Regions from separate parts of the Mus musculus genome. Here region 1 is linked to region 2. A link is a contact called in public promoter capture Hi-C data. All regions are on one chromosome and are shown on one strand. The core of a region is the stretch at or near the end of the contact, and the rest is flanking DNA. Distances in the headings are between cores, read along the strand shown. Region 1 overlaps Slc26a8 (solute carrier family 26, member 8). Region 2 holds the start of 1700030A11Rik (RIKEN cDNA 1700030A11 gene).

The links. Promoter capture Hi-C pulls out the DNA fragments that hold promoters and counts their contacts.
Region 1: a contact with region 2 is called in a promoter capture Hi-C map of the HPC-7 cell line, with 3 times the contacts expected there. The contact joins the enhancer-like site here to the promoter of 1700030A11Rik in region 2. A contact is called at or near these places in 12 of 39 promoter capture datasets (the 3T3-L1 cell line, the C10 cell line, the HPC-7 cell line and 7 more), 3 of 484 Hi-C or Micro-C datasets (the HPC-7 cell line, bone marrow-derived macrophages and cortical neurons), 5 of 115 datasets of contacts at active chromatin or transcription factors (bone marrow-derived macrophages, craniofacial prominence, embryonic basal ganglia and 1 more) and 2 of 9 other capture datasets (adipose tissue and macrophages).

The regions. Positions count from the first base shown.
Region 1 is chr17:28,657,608-28,660,914 of GRCm38.p6, forward strand. Slc26a8 (solute carrier family 26, member 8) reads right to left here. Exons shown (of 20, transcript NM_001290320.1): 8 at 1,986-2,068. Among named protein-coding and RNA genes, the nearest start is that of Slc26a8, 31 kb to the right of the region's middle. Within about 2 kb of position 1,509, at least 26 of the 459 cell types and tissues checked have an H3K27ac peak or open chromatin away from gene starts, as enhancers often do. A contact at or near this core is called in the HPC-7 cell line and embryonic basal ganglia, where this site is marked.
Region 2 is chr17:28,903,869-28,907,081 of GRCm38.p6, forward strand. 1700030A11Rik (RIKEN cDNA 1700030A11 gene) reads left to right here and starts at 1,397. Exons shown (of 3, transcript NR_045457.1): 1 at 1,397-1,431; 2 at 1,835-1,919; 3 at 2,136-2,903. It overlaps Bnip5 (BCL2 interacting protein 5), which reads right to left. Exons shown (of 12, transcript NM_172450.3): 4 at 1,823-1,887; 5 at 1,387-1,627; 6 at 648-782.

The DNA.
Region 1 (3,307 bases), core at 259-2,758, 250 kb before region 2:
CCTGGTCTACAGAGGGAGTTCCAGGACAGCCAGGGCTACAAAGAGAAACCCTGTCTTGAAAGAGAGAGAGAGAGAAAGAAAGAGAGAGAGAGAGAGAGAGAGAGAGAGAGAGAGAGAGAAAACACACACACATTGCCACCAGACTTTTCCTTGTACCCTGCCCCCCCCAAATTGTATAGAGGTGGTATCTGAGCATGTCTCTGTTATTGTATAGCCCCCCCAACATTGTATAGAGGTGGTATCTGATCACATCTCTGCTATTAAATAGAATGCCAGATGCATTCTTCGGCTCTCACTGCATTTCACAGGAAACAGTTAGGATACAGGCACGGTTCAACATGATCATATCAAACAGCCCCCCTGTTATCTTGGAGCTCAGCCAACATCCCCAAGGCTTTGGGACTCCCCTGTGTGCAGTGTGGAGTCATAAGCAGTATTCTTCAGAAGTCTGCTTGTGGGTTATAACACTGCTGTCTAGTCCTTTCTAATTAAACTCAAAATTGGCAACTGTCCAGCGGTAGCAAGAGTCATGTGACAGATGAAACAGAATGCAGAGGAACCGTGAGTTCCTCAGAGCTGCCTCTCAAAGATAACCTACCCAATTAAGAGGAAAATGGTGTTCAATGGCAGAGTGCTTGCTTAACCTGCATGAGGCCCTAGCTTCAATCCCAGCACAGTCTAAAGACGAAGAAAAGGAGGGAGAGGGATGGGGGAGCAGCTGAAACCCACAATCAAGTAGGCAACGCAAAGCAACAGTTCTCTTCTGAACACCGAATCCTGTGTTTCCTAGCAGGGGCACTAGAGAACATCTCTCATCCCATCTCTTTGTTGTTTTACTTGGGGTCGGGGTATCTCATTCAGCCCAGGCTAGCCTCATGATTGATATGTAGCCAGGGCTAGCCTTTTAACTCCTGATCCTCTTGCTTCCACCCCCAAATGCTGGGATTACATGTGGGCACTACATGCCTGGCCTTGTTATTCTGCTCTTGAAAGTTAACCAGAAAGGGGGGGGGGGCCTCTGTGATACCCATAATACCTACAGAAAAAAAGAATCAAGTCTCTGGTGTTATGGGTACTCAGCAGATGTCTGACAAGCTGGCAGGCCCGTGTAAGGAAGTGACAGAGGGTGAGTGTCATGGTTTGTATACTCTTGGACCAGGGAGTGGCACCATTTGGAGGTGTGGCCTTGTTGGAATAGGTGTGACCAGTTTGGAATAAGTGTGTCACTGTGGGTGTGGGCTTAAGACCCTCACCCTAGGTGCCTGGGAAGTCAGTCTTAGCAGCCTTTGGATGAGGACGTAGAACTCTCCTCAGCTCTGCCTGCACCAGGCCTGTCTGGATGCTGCCATGCTCCCACCTTGATGATAATGGACTGAACCTCTGAACGTGTAAGCCAGCCCCAATTAAATGTTGTTTTTTATAAGATTTGCCTTGGTCATGGTGTCTGTTCACAGCAGTAAAACCCTAACTAAGACAGTGAATAAGGAAGAGACAAGGCGCCGTGGCAGCCGCTTCGTGGTCACAAACCTCTGGGTTCTATACTTGATCCTACCCACAAAGCTAGGAACTGGACCTGTGTGCTGAGTGAACTTTGCAGTAGCCAAACAGTCCTAGAAAAGACTGTGAGCCAGGTTGTGTGGGGAGAGGCTGAGAGAGAACAACTGGTAGTCATGCGGGCACATGCCTGTCCCCCCAGCCCTGGGGAAGCCGAGCCAGGAGATTGAGGCTGAGCCACCTACAGCAAGACCCTGCTACAAAAATAAAGGAAAAGCAATATTGAAAAGTGGAGTGATGCCCCGTGGTGATGCACACCTTTAAATCCCAGCATTTGGGAGGCAGAGGAAGGTAGATCTCTGAGTTCAGGGCCAGCCTGGTCTAGAGAGTGAGTCCAGGACAGTTAGAGCTGCACAGAGAAATCCTGTCTTGAAAAAACAAAAAGCAAACCAAACCCAAAAGCAACAGAGGAGGGAAGTGTGACGGCTGACCTGTATGGAATCATGTTCATCAGCATCTTGCTGTTTTCTGTGGCCATGGTTATCTTGCTTGTAAGTAAGCTGAAGCCAAGAATCTGACAGGAGACAAAAGGAAACGAGTGAGATTAATACAGAGCGAGGGCTCAGAGGCTCTCGCATGACAGTAAATGAAATGAGGGCCGTCCTGACAAGAGAGGGACCATCTGTTTCCATTCTCCAAACTCCTTTTGGCATTGGAACCAAAGCCATAGCTGCTTTGGTCTCTGATACATGGTTGGGATCAGAGGGATGCGGGTGTGTGTGTGTGTGGGGTGATGTCCAGGAGCCCACAGGACAGCTGGCCAATCAGAGCTCTAGGTTCAGTGAGAGTCTCTGTCTCCAAAGAACAAAGAGACACAGAGGAGGCCAGGGCTACAGGGAAGCTTAGGGTTTAAGAGCACCTGTTTGTTCTTCTAGAGGACCCAAATTCCGTTCCCAGCACCCACATCAGGTGGCTCAGAACCACCTGTGACTGCTGCTCCAGGGGACCCAAATCCTCCTCTGGCCTCTGAAGGCATTCATATGTACATACTCCTCTCATGCCTACATACGCAGAGGATTTTTGAAAATCTTTTAAAATTCAAAAGAAAAGTCAAGGTAGAGAGCAACAGAGGAGGAGACCTGATGTCTGCCTCTGGTCTCGACATGTACCTACATGGGCAAGCTCTCTCTAACATACATGTGTCCACACAGCCACTCCATACACAATACATGTGTAAAAAGTAAACATTTGGGTAGAGACCACTGGTACAGCCCAGTGACTACATTTAGTAATAGTTTACTGCAGACTTGGAAACTGGGAAAGCAATAGATCTTCAATGTTCACAATGAAAAGATAATCACTAGGCTATGTGTTTGTGGGCTGGCCACGGGCTTTGTATCTGCAATCCCAGAATTTGTGGGTAGGTTGAGAGTTAGAGGCCAGCTTGAGCTGTCTAGTGAGACTCTGTTTCAAAACTAAACCAAAACAAAGGAACAACAACAAAAAAAAAGATATTCCTGTGTGGTAACAGGTGTTGACTAGCTTAATGGACTATAACTATGGCATGCCAAAGATCTCCTTGTACAAGCAAATATATAACATCCCAATTGTCAAGCTTACTTGAGCAAACCCCAAATTTTTATAAAACAAAAACATATGACTGGCCGGACGGTGGTGGCGCACGCCTTTAATCCCAGCACTTGGGGGCCAGGGGTAGGCGGATTTCTGAGTTCAAGACCAGTCTGATCTACAGAGTGAGTTCCAGGACAGCCAGGGCTACACAGAGAAACCCTGTCTTGAAAAACAAACAAAC
Region 2 (3,213 bases), core at 147-2,646:
TGGTGTGACTGAGAAACGTGACAGTATACTCACATACATAAAATAAGTAAATAAATAAATCTTTAAAAAAAAAAAAAAACCCGGGCAGTGGTGGCGCAAGCCTTTAATCCCAGCACTTGGGAGGCAGAGGCAGGCAGATTTCTGAGTTCGAGGCCAACCTGGTCTACAGAGTGAGTTCCAGGACAGCCAGGACTATGCAGAGAAATCCTGTCTCGAACAAAAACAAATAATAATAATAATAAAACCGATAACTGTATGGAAACCTCCCTTCTGTGTTCTCAGCCCCTTCCTGGCACCACGGCAGCTCTCAGCCGCCCACCTAACGGCAATAACCACGCTCGGTAGCAACACAACCTGTTGGCTGACAGGCCGACCCTGCTATACCTTACAGGCAGTCATTCAATTAGAACTTCCAGCAAATCTCAAGGTCCAGCCTTGCAAAATGGGGAAACTGAGGCTAACGGGTGAAATGTGCTGTCTCCACAGCCCGAGGCCTCCCACAGAGAGACTGAAATAGGCCTTGGCCTCCCTCGCTCTGCCTCAACTTGCCCTTTCCAAATGGCAGAGTCTAGACAGATGGGCTATTTGCTGGAGGTGGGGGGGTAGGGGTGGCGGAGGGGGGTGTTTCTGAGGGGCAAGGGACTAACTGGATTCGGAGGCTCTGTCCAGCAGTGGCTTCTCCTCGGGTCCCTGAAATATGGCAGCTGGTGTGTGGAGCTCAGAGGGATGGGAGCCTCCACCATCTACAGACGGGACCTCTTGGAACTCAGGCGCCTCCAAGTCTGGGAAGCAGAAAGTCACAGTCAGTGTGTGTGTCAGCCACGCCCAGCAACCTGAGCCTGGGCAGGTGCCAGTGTACGCCACCCGTGGGCTCTGCAAGGCTTGCAAGGCTATGCCGGGTCTGGGGCTCTGTTTGCGGACCCCGACCATGCTCTCTGCATGAAAAGAACTGTCTTTCCTTGGCTTCTCTTTTTCTTTCCATGGGGTTTCCTTACCTAGCCGCTGTTTTCGGTTGGTCCACTAGGGGGCAGAAGGTGCCTGGCTCCGTGCCACGAATGAAGAAGAGCCATGGCCTAAACCGCCTTGCATGAAAATCTCTCCTCTTATGACCCCAAATCCACGCTCTCCTGACAACGGTGTCATACAAGTCTAGCCCCCATCCACCCTAACGCCCACGAAGAGCCAACGAGACCAGCCCTTCTCCCTCCGGCTCTGGCTCTGAGGGATCCCACTTGTACCCAAGTGAGACCATGTGGAGGGGAAAAGCTTTGATCTCTTCTCCATCTCCATCCTCCCTACACTGCTCAAGGCATAGTGTGGGCATCAGAAAGATTCCAGAGCAGGAGGCAGCTGCAGTTGCTATGGCAACTGCTAGAGCCTGCTTACCAAGGCTGCTGGAGGTGGAAGCTCGCTGGCTACTAACACACAGGGGTAGGAAGCTGGGCCTCTTGGGCCGGGTTTCTGGGCCCAGGGTAGTGGCTGTGCCGACTCTCTTGGGTTCCTCAGAGGCAGGCTTCTTGAGGGATAAGACTCTCTTCAGGCTGGACTTCTTCTCCTGGGATTTCTTCCTGGGGAGTGGCGTTGGCTTTCGTGGAGGAACCGCTTCTGGCTGAGGGATTTGCACTTGCTGTGGGGAGGAGAAAGAAACTGGGTTAGATCCCTGGCCTTGAGGAGAGGCGAAAGGCAACCCCAGACAGGGCCGACCCAGAGCGGGAGGTGGCTTCTGGAATTAGGGAGTGGGGCTAACTGGACGGGGAGGCGGGGCACGAACCGGGAGCTGCAGCAGCTCTGCAGGCGCTCTCTGATGCCTGCGCCTCCTCACCTCTTCTTCCAGTTGGTCTCCAGCTTTCTTGAGCAATTCCACAATCTGCCAGATGACATCATCCTCTGCAAGAGAGCATGGGTCCCACCACTCCTAGGTATGCAGACAGTATCCAGATCTGGACTCCCAGGGAGAACGAAACCAGCCTGGATCCCTCAGGATTGAGGTTCCCCAATACCCAAAGACCCTCCCATCCCCCCCCAATACCCAAAGACCCTCTCATCCCCCACCATCCTGACTGAATATGGGAAAGTATTTTTGAGGCAAAGTATGACTTTTTAAATGTGTTAATTTTTTATAATTCAATTATTAGGGAGAAGAGAAACACATGTGGCGATCAGAGGATATCTCTCGGAAGCCAGTTCTCTCCTTTTATTATATGGGTCCCAGGAATCAAACTCACATCATCGGGGCTTGCTGGAACATGCCTTTACCCTCTGAGCCATCTCACAGCCCAAAGCATGATGTTTTATGCAGGGATTTAAGGCCCGATGTCCACCTGCCCTGTCAACTGAGCTTTCTAGATCTGGGAACTTTGAATTGGTAGTGGCTAAATCACTTTCCCCTCCGGATCTTTACAGCTTTCCCTGCGAAATATGGGTCACAATCTCTCATGGGCTGTCAGGACATCAAACAAAGGAGCAGGAGTTAGAAACATTTCCCAAGGCTGATTCCAAGTCTTCCAGCCCCACATAATAACAGGTCCCTATCCTAAGGCACAGAGAGGACATCAGCTGGCGCTCCACAGGTCACACTGGACCTGCCCCATGGCTGCTTCCACTACTCCTCACACCAGAACATTTCCTTGGGTGGCTTGTTTTGCCTTACACAAGGGTGATGTGCCCACTCCACTAGCTGCACCCCAAAGGTCTGTTTGCATGAAATGTCAAACTAACAAGCGACTCTGCCCCCGGCTTCCTGTTTCCTGACACTATCTACAGTTCATTTTCCTCTCAGGCAAGGCAATGGTAAAGTAAATACCTTACAAACTGGCCACAGAAATGCCTTTCCATCCCTTGCATACCCTGCCTTTAAAAATGCCGCCCTCGTTTTTAGACAATTAAATGAAGAGGGTATTGTGAGGTGTTCTGATTGTGTATGAGGTTGGACGCACTACTGAGAGACGGGTGTTTAAGTCTGTATGGATGAAGCTTCGTTTTATTCCCTGTAATTCTGCAAGAAGATTCAGAGCACACTGAAGGCTCCTCACTGTGGCCGTTGGACAGTTCTTTCCATTTTTCCATGTAGCTGCCTTGTTTAGTTAAGCCCAAGACCTTTTACCTGCTAACACAGGGTCCCTGTCTAACTACACCTTTAGTCTCTATTCAATAGATAGGTGGTAGGTATAATAGATAGATAAAGATAGACATAATAGATGAATGGATAGATAA